Regions from separate parts of the Gossypium hirsutum genome. Here region 1 is linked to region 2. The links are chromatin contacts, called in public Hi-C maps. All regions are on one chromosome and are shown on one strand. Each heading gives the region's core, a stretch centred on a gene start, on an enhancer-like site or on the middle of the called end of the contact. The rest is flanking DNA. Distances are from core to core; before and after follow the strand shown. Region 1 holds the start of LOC121211045 (G-type lectin S-receptor-like serine/threonine-protein kinase LECRK3). Region 2 overlaps LOC107951629 (serine/threonine-protein kinase STY46).

What was found. Hi-C and Micro-C count contacts between places; a contact is called where the count stands out from the background.
Region 1: a contact with region 2 is called in a Hi-C map of leaf, with 2.8 times the contacts expected there. The contact joins the promoter of LOC121211045 here to the enhancer-like site in region 2. A contact is called at or near these places in 8 of 34 Hi-C or Micro-C datasets (callus, hypocotyl, leaf and 2 more).

Annotation. Positions count from the first base shown.
Region 1 is chrA02:11,402,256-11,408,012 of Gossypium_hirsutum_v2.1, forward strand. LOC121211045 (G-type lectin S-receptor-like serine/threonine-protein kinase LECRK3) reads right to left here and starts at 3,957. Exons shown (of 2, transcript XM_041083245.1): 1 at 2,525-3,957; 2 at 1,623-2,481. The coding sequence starts at 3,957. The coding sequence ends at 1,623.
Region 2 is chrA02:11,187,640-11,193,463 of Gossypium_hirsutum_v2.1, forward strand. It overlaps LOC107951629 (serine/threonine-protein kinase STY46), which reads left to right. Exons shown (of 16, transcript XM_016886743.2): 11 at 144-319; 12 at 1,378-1,473; 13 at 1,833-1,913; 14 at 2,003-2,053; 15 at 2,535-2,675; 16 at 2,753-3,001. The coding sequence ends at 2,782. Among protein-coding and RNA genes, the nearest start is that of LOC107951629, 16 kb to the left of the region's middle. Within about 2 kb of position 3,857, at least 3 of the 9 cell types and tissues checked have an H3K27ac peak or open chromatin away from gene starts, as enhancers often do.

The sequences.
Region 1 (5,757 bases), core at 2,707-5,206, 210 kb after region 2:
TTATAATTTTTAAAAAGAAATTAGTTTCACCCCTTGATGACCCATGGTGGCATCTAAAGTCTAACAACTCATCAATTTATAAATCCTTCCTTCTTTATATATATTGTTAAAATGTTAAATAAATCTTTCAAAAATAATTAGTAAAATTAATTAAGCTTCTCGCAAAAAAAATTGCACTTAATTAAGCCTTTAAATCATTATTCGTACTTAATTAATAATTCGTCAACTGTTATACCAACACTTAATGGCCCGTCAGGGGCTAATGAATTCAAGCGTTTTAATTGGTTACATATCATGATTCACATGCTCAAATTATGTATTTTTTGGTGAGGGGCTTAATTACTTTTTATTTTTAAATTATTTTTAGGGTTTATTTGATATTTTAACCTAAATTTTAACCTTTTTCTTTTTACAATTTTTAATAATTTTAGAATTCTCAAACTACTTACTTTTATACGAAATACAATTTTTTTATTAACGAAAATAAAATTAAAAGCTTATATTCATGTAACAAATCTGACGTGGAAAACTGTTCCATATAAATAGAAAACATCCAACTTTTTTGTTAATTTGATGTTTATTTATTTTTTAAATAAAAAATGAATTTGACCCTCAATCTTTCAAAAATTTAAATTTTTTTTAATGAAAATACTGATTGAAACGTTTAATTTTTAGACATGATGACCTACATGGCAATCCATACTTTCTTATTGTTAATTTTGTTGAAATTTTATGAACTTTTAATAATATTTTTAAAACTATTGGATTGTTATTAATTTATAAATATTTTTATAATTTTTAAATTATTTACTGATGTGACACATAAGATAAATAGTGTCATGTAATATGAAATATATGTGAATTGCTACACCGATACCGTTAAAAAAATTAATATTTTTGTTATAAAACTGGTTTAACTCTTTTTAAAAAAAGTTAGAATTAGCTAGAAAGAGGGGAAAATTAATGAAAAATAATTATGGCTATGTTAATATTTTAAGTATTTATGTTAACTTGGTCAGATGGTTAGCAAAATTAGCTTTCCCACCAACTAAAGTGCTTGAACTTTGGGTGGAGATTAAGTCCAAGAAACATTATTCAGTAAAGCCCAAAATATAGAACAATCATGTATTCAACCCTAATGTATTTTGTTGTGGTAAGGGAATCCAATATTTATCAAATTTAGATAAGGGTGGATTTGTATAATTGTTTGTAATTATGGATATAATTAGTGAATTTTGTTAAATTGAATATAATTAAAGCACATCAATCAAAAGTGATTAGACGAACAATCACAAAACAGCTAGATTCAAATTCAGTTATTTCGTGAAATTTTAGATTTGTTAAAATTGTTTTTATATAATAATATTAGCATTTGAATTAAATAGAGTGTTATTATTTAAATTTAAATTTATAAATTAAATTAATTGCTGTATATGTTAAAATATGAAAATATTTACTAAATAAATTTTTTAGAAATAAAGCAGATATAGATTCAGAATCTATTATTTACAAAAGCATAATAAATTCGAATAATAGATACTCAAATTATAATTTTATCAAATAGCAATATATCACAATTTATAAACTAATGAATGAATTTGTAAGATTAAAAGAAAACCCCCTCATTCCAAACTTTGGGAGCTGACAATGGAGGTAGGACATGGAGGATCAGCTATATTTACAGTCCCTTCCAGCATCAATATAACCTTCTTCATTGATGGTCTCGATGATGGCTCATCTTGCGTGCACCATAGCCCCACCTTAACCACCCTCTCTAGCTTCTTCTTATCCACTTCATCTTCAGGCACTAGCTTGTTCACCTCATTAGCCTTGAAACAATCATACACCCAATCCACAAGCATTGCTTCATTGTCCGGTACATTCGTTTCCGTTCTTCGACGACAACAAATGATCTCGAACAACATTACTCCAAAGCTATATACATCGGCTTTCGCAGTTATAGGCATGTTTCGATGCCACTCCGGTGCAACATATCCCCTTGTCCCTCTTATCTCTGTAAATGTCTTGCTTTGGTTAGGCAGTAGTAGCTTGGCCAAACCAAAATCCGCGATTTTCGCGTGCCCTTTGTCGTCCATCAGTATGTTTTCGGGTTTGATGTCACAGTGGATGATTTGGATGTGACATTCTTCATGTAAGTAAAAGATCCCTCTAGCTATGTTCAATATGATTGCAAGTCTACCTTCCCAATTTATCTTTAAATTGGACTTAAAGAGAAAATCTGCAAGTGACCCATTTTTCATGTACTCATACACCAAGAGCCTATTCGTCCCATCATAGCAATAACCAAGTAATTGAACTAAGTTCCTATGATGAGTTTTCCCAATTGCTTTCATTTCATTTCTGAAATCTCTTTCTCCATCATCCACCACTCTCTCTAGTCTCTTGATTGCTACGATCCGCCTCCCGTTCGATATGATTCCTCGGAAAACCGTCCCATACGCGCCTCTACCGATGCTATCCCTGAAAATTGTTAGTTGCACTCTTTAGCTCTTCATATGTGAACGATTTCAATGTGACATCCTCCACAAATCTAGCATCTCTTTGGTCAGAAATCCTTTTGTACTGTTGAATCCGATGCCGGTATATAATAACACCGGAGAGCGCTAAAACGAGAAACGCGACCGTCAAAGATGCAATTCCGGTAATGAAAAAGTCCATTCGGAGTTTACTCTTTTTAACTCGGCCTTCGTGTATTGTCTGAAAACCGGTTACCATTTTCACGAACGTTGTCACTCTGCCTCCTGTTCCTCTTCTCCCGAATCTTAATGGTAGTTTCAACTTGTGGCAAACTTGCTTTAAGTTTTTATATATGGCAACTTCACAGTTACAATCTCTTCTACATTCTTCTCTGCAGTCGTCTTTGGATATTGATTCGAACGTAGCATAAGGATCTTCTTCCCAAGACAAACTGTTCATATCTTGAACATCTAAGTTTTGATCCTTATTGATGCAGGCATCTTCTGAATAATTTCTTCTGCATCCTGAGTCAGTCCAGTCCGGGTCGATGAAATCGAACCCAGGGAGACATTTGCATATAGGATTCCTATCCATCAAAGTACAGTAACTATTCACACCGCACAAGCCATAGGGATCACACTTATTCTCAGTGGATGACCATCGGATGGACCAATTACCAGATTGGTTAGAACTATGTGAATACACTCGAAATATACCTTCCGCATCGATACTTGCTCGGTGGATGGGGTCACGAGAGACGCTAACGGTCTCGGTAAAGTTTTTTATAATGAATCCGGTAGCATTCAGGAGGTAAAGATGACCATTATTGTCAAGATTCATGGTCACATTATCTCCCGCAGTAAATGCTCCAGCACTCCAGTAAGCAGTATTATGTTTTACTGCACCCATTGGATATTGCACCAGGTTCCCATCTGGCTGCATCACGATTTGAAACTTGCCACTCGTATGATTCGCTTCGGATACATCGGAAACCAGCCGGTGACCGGGGGAAAGCCGCTGACCCGGCAAAATGGTGTCTGTTGGGTAATCAAAACTCTGCCATATGATCTCTGAACTTGAATTAAACAGCACAAAGTTGCCAGTGTCAAGCATGGAAGCTGAGGAAGCAAAACTCGCATTTCCAATGATGCTTGTCTTCCGTCCTTGATTCTCTTGCACAACAAGCCTACCTTCCGTGTTGAAAAGCAACGTGGCATGGCTCGAAAACGGCGTTTCATCTCGGTTTACCGTCCATACGATGGTTCTCGGCTGAATGTTTTGAAAGCATATGCATATAGCGAAGCCATTTCCATAAGGATAAAAACCAAAGGCGAACTGACCAGACTCTGATAACCAATGTGAATCACCGGTTGGCGAAAGAGAAGAAGCTAAAGAAATGTTGGAAACTGTTGTTTGAGCTTGTGATGTGAAGATTATGCAAGTTGTTATTAAAAGAAAGAGAGAAAAGAGGAGAGCCATTTTTGGAAGTTTGGGACTTTAGTTTGTCTCTTTATGAATAGGTTTTAGCCATTTTTGAAGGCCTGGTTAAGTTGAGTTGGAAATTAGGTTGAAGATTCCACAGAAAAATAAGTCACTATTCTGGGCCCTTCAGTTTTCATGGAACATGATGTTTTCTGAATTGAAACCGGGTCTTGAGGGAAGAAAATAGTTTACAAATCTTGATTCAGCAGCCATTGGCTTGTTGACTTTCCTTCCCAATGCTTTTTATAAATCAAAATTCTTTATTCAGATCTTTACTTAAAAAAATATCAAATTCCTTTCCTCGTTGGATCCAAATGATTCAGTCTTTAGAATGTTACTTTCATTTCTCCTATACCAAGCCTTTGAATAGTTCAAACCTTAATACAAAAAAGAAAATTATACAACAGCCAAAGCAGACTTCATGGTTTTCGGTAGGTTTTCCTTTTGGAAGGATGCGATGCATGACCATGCGTTTTGACTCAAAAACTTTTTGGGTTAATAACAGCAAACGTCTCCAAACTATGGCATATGTTTTAAATTAGCTCTTAAAACGTTTTAATTGAATCCTAAAAGCATTAATACGGTATCAATCAGTTTTTTTCTTTTAGCCTAGCCGTTATAAAAGTTAACTATAAAGTATGTTAAAGAAATAAATAGTCCTTTTTTAGTTGTCTTTTAACATATTAAATTCACGTTTCTATAAAATGATATTACATATATGTATATATGATTTATATATGGTTCCACTTCATATATAAGCATGTATTTAACACCGAAACTGATGTTAGACTATTGATAATTTGAAGATTTAATTAAAACATTTAAAAGTTTAAGATTTAGTTTGATATGCCTAATGTAATTAACCCAAACCATTTTTTTTAATGATTGATGTGAATTTAGTGAAAGTGAACAGGATTGAATTCCATCTTTAGATCTGTTCTTATCCTTGAAAAGAATTCTTATTATTGACCCAAAGAAACTTAGAATTATTATTTTCTTAAATTTTAAATGGCGGGTGGCTTAGAGTTTTATAATACCAGACAATTTCATTCTTTAATTTATATTAATTTTTCATTTTTGTTTAGGTAAAATTAAGCAAAAGTATTAAAAAAAATTATATTATCAAGAGAATGTGAGTAATATATTATTATTGTAATAATTACACAACATAATGTTTTTGTTTTAAAAGTTTGGGATTGTATGCTGTTTAAGTATTTTTTAAAAAAAATTACATCTTCCTTAAATTACCTTACAATCTCTTGATCATGTATCATTTTTAACACTTTTATCCTTATTTTTAATTACTTTAATTAATTTTATTTAAACCAAAACTATATATTTATTATTGTAAGTTAAGTAAATTTGACTTTATCAAATTTATTACAATTTTCTTCTTAAAATATTACTTTTATAACAAAGCTATGTTTTTGTCAAACTTGCCTTTAAACCATAACAAATAACACTTTAAAATTTTTTTTCTAGAAAAACATATTTTTCTTTTTTCTCGTCTATTTAATTTAAAGATGTATCCTAATTACTTATCTCTCAAGAAGGGGTTATATGAGACCGTGGTTCTATCTCATTCCTATCTCTTTACAATAGGAAAATAATAAATCATAATTTTTCTTTTAATTTTCAGCTTTTTCCTCTTGAAAAAAATCAAATCCAATAAAAATACTAAAATTTTGAAAAAAAAATTCTACAAAAACAATTTAATGAAATATGCTTTGTATATTTTGTTAACCTAACAACAAAATGGTTTATTCTAGCCAAATGAATCAAACCATGTAAGATAGC
Region 2 (5,824 bases), core at 2,607-5,106:
TTGGGACCAAAACTAAAAGAGTTCATTCGTTTGACAGCAATCGGGGGCTTCAAATTACCTCTCTGGAGCACCCACCAGTGGCTGTTTCAATTTTGGACTCTGTTCTAAGTTCAAATTCATTTATAAAATTTTTCATTTTGCAGAGTACATGCCTGGGGGAAGCTTGTATGACTATTTGCATAAGAATCTTAATGTTTTGAAGCTCTCTCAGTTGCTGAAGTTTGCTATTGATGTCTGCAAAGGAATGGAGTATTTGCATCAAAACCACATAATTCATCGGGACCTGAAGACAGCAAATTTGTTAATGGATACAGACAATGTAAGAATTCTTTTTAATATCATTGTTGTGACTACGCTCAAGGATTAGCTTATCAATTTTATAATAATTAAGGTTTCTGGTGGGCGATATAACCAAATATTAAGTTTTAAACCAGAACCTTGACATGTGGAAGAGTTGGGTTTTCCTTTCTTAACCTTCCTAACAAGGTAAAACTTCCATGAACAATAAACTGACTTTTATGGATTTGCTTACTATGGTTAGTGAATAGAAAGCTACCGGAAGTCCATATATTTTTCAGGATAAAGAGCATATTATGGGTATGTCTTGAATTACTTTTAACCCTTACCTGATGCTTATGGACATGAAATCGATTGCATGGTTGTCCTCTATTAGGAAATTAGTTGAAGTGTTTCTGATAATATTTCAGTAAAAACTCTTTCATTGTGTTAAATACTCATGTGGATCAACACAAAACTGTTGATGGGGAGAAGTGGTTTATGGCAGTTCTGAAATAACAAAAATAAGCAGTGTGATTATCATATTGTTTCTTGAGAGCTATCTGGTACACAAACCAATTGCATGCGGGATTTTGAGAGATTGCAAGTATTTAGTATTTAACTGTAGTATATTGTGGTTGTTTATAGTCATCATAAGTAGCAAGTTATACTGTTGTAGCTGGACTTAACTGGTTTCTTGTTATTGTAGTTTGGCATGTTTTATTACATTGTTTATGATGATAACTTCTATAATGTTATTGTCACAAGCAAACCTCTTGCTTTTGGAGTTCAAATGTTTTTGGGAACAGTAGGCGTTGCATTTGGTGTAGCATGTGGAATTTGGGATAGTTTAGGATAACCTTACTAGTCCTAATATCGAAGTTGTCATGAATCAAGCAGCTAATTTTGATTTTTTTTTGTTTTCATCTCATATTTTGGTGATTAATGTTTTAAAGTATTTTATTGGTGGTACTGAGTTTGGGAGGTTAACTGAAGTAATCTGTATTGGCATCTGTACAATTGTTCATATAACAGTTCAAAGGGAGATTATTGCAATATTTCATATTTTCTAAAATCAGGAACTTTATGTTTTCTCTCAAGGTTGTCAAGGTGGCAGATTTTGGTGTCGCCCGGTTCTTGAACCAAGGAGGAGTAATGACAGCTGAGACTGGGACATATAGATGGATGGCACCTGAGGTCTGAATTCTCCTCTATTTATTTTCTTTTTCTCCATCCGATAGACTCACTCAGTGGCTGTGTTGCCTTGTTTAATTATTCAAAATTTGGTATATATTTGATGATTCTGATGGGGGAAAATTTGTGGAAATTACCTCTATTGCTGTTCTTTTTATAATCGCTCTAATATTCAGATACTTTGTTCCTTCCGTCTGTTTTATCGCAAAAATTAAATGAGCTACAGTTTTCATTTTTCAGTTCATATGTTATACACCTGGTCATTTATCACATTTTTTCCTTGCTTTGTACGTTAACCATCATTGTGTTCAACTTTTTGTTAGGTATTGTATAATCATCTTAACTTTTTTTACTCCCACTAGGTTATAAACCATCAGCCCTATGATCAAAAAGCTGATGTATTCAGTTTTGCTGTTGTACTGTGGGAGCTAGTGACAGCCAAGGTATTTTCCTGAGATTATACAGAGTTGATGAACAATTCGATGTTAAAACGTTTGGAAACTATTGATAAATTTTTTCCTTGGTACTGCAGGTTCCTTACGATACCATGACACCACTACAAGCTGCATTGGGAGTGAGACAGGTCAGCATTTATATTTCGGGAATTAAACAATAACCTCAACTATACCATAATTTCATATCAAGCTTAAGAATTTTTCCAGTAACTGAGATCTTTTATTGAATTTAGTTTCCTTTTTTACTCATATTATTACTACATCATGCATTGGATCGAAGCTATTGTCTTTGTAATGTTTTATGGATTTGTTTTGTCCAATTTTGAGCATGATGTTAAGGTGGCTTCCCTTTCATTTAGTAAGGAATATGTGCAGTTTGAGTGTCCATCAGATACTTTATAGCTTTCGCAATATATTCTTGAGATCCATTTTTCTAGCATGCTATCTGCTCTGAAATGTACTTATCTTCTGAGTCTCTGACTCCCTTTGGGTGCTTTGAAGCCTGCTTAATACACACCCAAAGAGAGCTTCAATCTGTTATGTTAATAAATCTGGGGCTGTTAACATGGGGGCAAAAGCTTTTCTTACGTCTTTTTTCTTATTTTTCAGGGCCTGCGTCCGGAACTACCTGAGAATGCACATCCAAAACTCTTAGATTTGATGCAGAGATGTTGGGAAGCGGCTCCTGACAAGCGACCGTCCTTCTCGGAGATAACAACTGAGCTTGAGACACTTTTTGAGGAAGTTGAGGTATACAATCTTCACAATAAACTTTTACTTTCTTTGAAGAGTGATTTCTTTGCATTTAATAAAGTGTAAAATTACAGGAAACAACAGAAGCAGTAAATGGGAACTGAAGATTTTTGTTATGTAAGTAACCAGATTGACACATTTTAATATATCTTTTCATCACATAGTAAGTATAACTACACACGGAAGGGACACCCTAAACAAAATGCTGATTCGTAATTCTTTTTTGGTTGTCTGTTTTGTTTTTGTAATAACACTCTCTTACTTGAACATGGTGTAGAAAGAAAAAAATATGCTTAAATGCAAATATGATACGAAATTTCCTAGCTAGGTGATAGTTTTCTTCTGGCTATTATATCACCGTTCTTAAAGTACTTTCATTTATTTGTTGTTATTTTGGATTAAAAGAACTTGATTCTTTAATGGATACATTTTTTCTCCACTATTTTTTTCCCACTAGTTTACTTTTTTTTTCTCGTAGTTAGTACATTGTATTTAAGTTCTATTCTTTGAGTAGTTAATTAATTGTAATGTAAGTCACATTACACTTCCAAGGAAACAACACTGATACAAATTTTGGAACCGATATTCTTGGCAGGATTAGCTATGAACCTGAAATAATTAGGGAAGAAAAACTCATGTTGCCATTTGAACTTGCCATCCATGAATCATTTGATTTATGGCAATGGTTAACCAAGGCATCCTTGATTTCCAAGATAGATCAAAACTATAGGAGTGGATAGTTAATTTCACAAATCTAAAATAAATACCCAAAATTAATTTAAACATAAAAATATCATCTCTTTAATTTGTACAGATAACGGGGACACAATATATCTTGAGCATAATTTCTCAATAATCATTTCCCGCCACAAGAAACACATCATTGATCAGAATTTGGCACCCCATTCCAACATTAGAATCGTCCTCACGCTCAATCAATGTCTCCGTTTGAGCCTCCTGTGCCATGGTTTCCGCCAACTTGTCCGGACTTATCACCAACTTCACCTTTCACACTCTGGGTGTTGCTGACTCCTCTGTGTCGGTTCTCTTCAACATTTGATATGGAGACGAAGAAGTGGATACAAGATCGTTGTTGTTGAGGGGTAGGTAAGTTGGCCTGCGCGGAGCTTTTTGTTTTTATATAGTGGCTGCTTTTTGTTGTGAGGTAGTTAGTAGGGTGTGGTAAATGGCCATGTCTGGGAACTTTTTGGTTATGCACATGGCGGTGATGGGTGGTGATAGCTCCATGATTCCGCCATTGGGAGTTGCCACTTTATTGTTTCTATAGCTTCACTGAATGGTTTGAAAACGCAATTGCCCATATTAGGTCACTGCTGCCCTCTTTTGGTGTCCTTGTGGGCATACTAGGGTTCATCAGCAATTTTATCAATTGCTAGCACATAATTGACTTCAATCATTCCTTCCACTACCTTTTCACGAACAAAGCTACAATGCTTCATTAGTGCATGCTAGACAAGATTTGCAGCGTGGGTCACAGCATTGGTGGTAGCACACCATATCTAGGTACATGTGGCAAGTTGATACCCATCTCATATAGCTGTAACATGATCCTCATCATCACACAGTGTTTGCCTAGCGTCAATATTCAGCTTTTGCTGAAGACTGAGATACAACCACTTGCTTCTTGGAGCTTCAGCCAATGTTTAGGAACAATCAATATTCAGCATAAATTGTTTCAATTGCCTCAATATGAGTATGAGTAGCCTACCAGAAATTAAATTTTTGCATGGCTAGAACAGTAACCCTTGATATAGCGTTCCTTTCAGATATTTAAGGATACACTTAATAACTTTCCAATGCTATACTTCGTAAATCGACTTTGTTAATATTGACGAAAATAATGAAAAATGTAGGCGGTACAGACGAATAAAGTAATTGCTTATATATTATTCCACTCAAACTATACACGTTAGAAAAGCTAGAAAATAGAAAGAAAATATCTGAACCATATAGTTCTACAAATCAATCTATTAATTTTTAAGATTTTTATGTATAAGCTATATTTCATTATCTCCCTCAAGTTAAAGAGTGTAAATGTTACAAATATAATACACTTGAGCTCCATTAAGAGTTTTTATGAAAATATCTCATAGTTGATTTCCAAATTTCACACATATTGAATTTTTTCATGATAAATGAAATGACCATTTATCTCAAAAGTTGTGAAATTCAATATTTGAAATAATATGAAGAGCAACTTGATCATCACGTTATATTTTCGTTGGTAATAGTCTTTAAGATCAACTTCATTCTATAGTCTGTATACCCATATTATTTCACTCACAAGTTGTGCCATGACTTTATATTTAGATTTTGCACTAGATTGGTACGTTACATTTTGTTTCTTGCTTCTCCACGAAATTAAATTCCTTCTAATAAAAATGTATTATCCCATAGTGGGTATTTTGTTGACTTTGGATCTTGCCAAATTTGCTTAAGAACAAAACATTCAATATTGGTGTGTCGATGATTCCTATACAATAGCCGTCTATGACTTCCCATCAAATAACATACAATTTGTTCCAAGATTTCCCAATGATTAACAATTGGAGATGAAATGAACTAGCACAGGGTGAGCAATATATGTGAGTTGTAGATGAGGCATTATTGGTGTGCTTTCGTTATTTTTACCAATAGATAGAGAACATATTTTCTCTGAGACAGACATCGCCTTTCTTACTTCATGTGACCTCAACCCCAAAGAGGTACTTCAAGTACTCCAAATCTTTAGTTTGAAACTGAATATGAAGAAGAAAATTTCGAAGATGAAATGCCTGCAATATTACTTCCAGTAATGACAATATCACCAACATACACGATTAAAAGGATTATACTAACCTCAGATTACTTATAGAACATCGAATGATAACAATTACTTTTCTTCAATCCAATTATTGGATTACCTCACTAAATTTACCAAACTAAGCTCGAGGGCTTTGTTTCAAACCATACAAAGATTTGCAAAGACAACATACTTTCCCATTCTCCCTTTGAACAACAAATTCATTGTGGTTGCTCCATATAGACTTCTTCATGAATCTTGATGTCTAGTTGATGTAAGGGCCAATTGTGGCAGCTATCATAGAGATGAATCAAATAAAAGCTACTTGCAACGCTCCAAATTT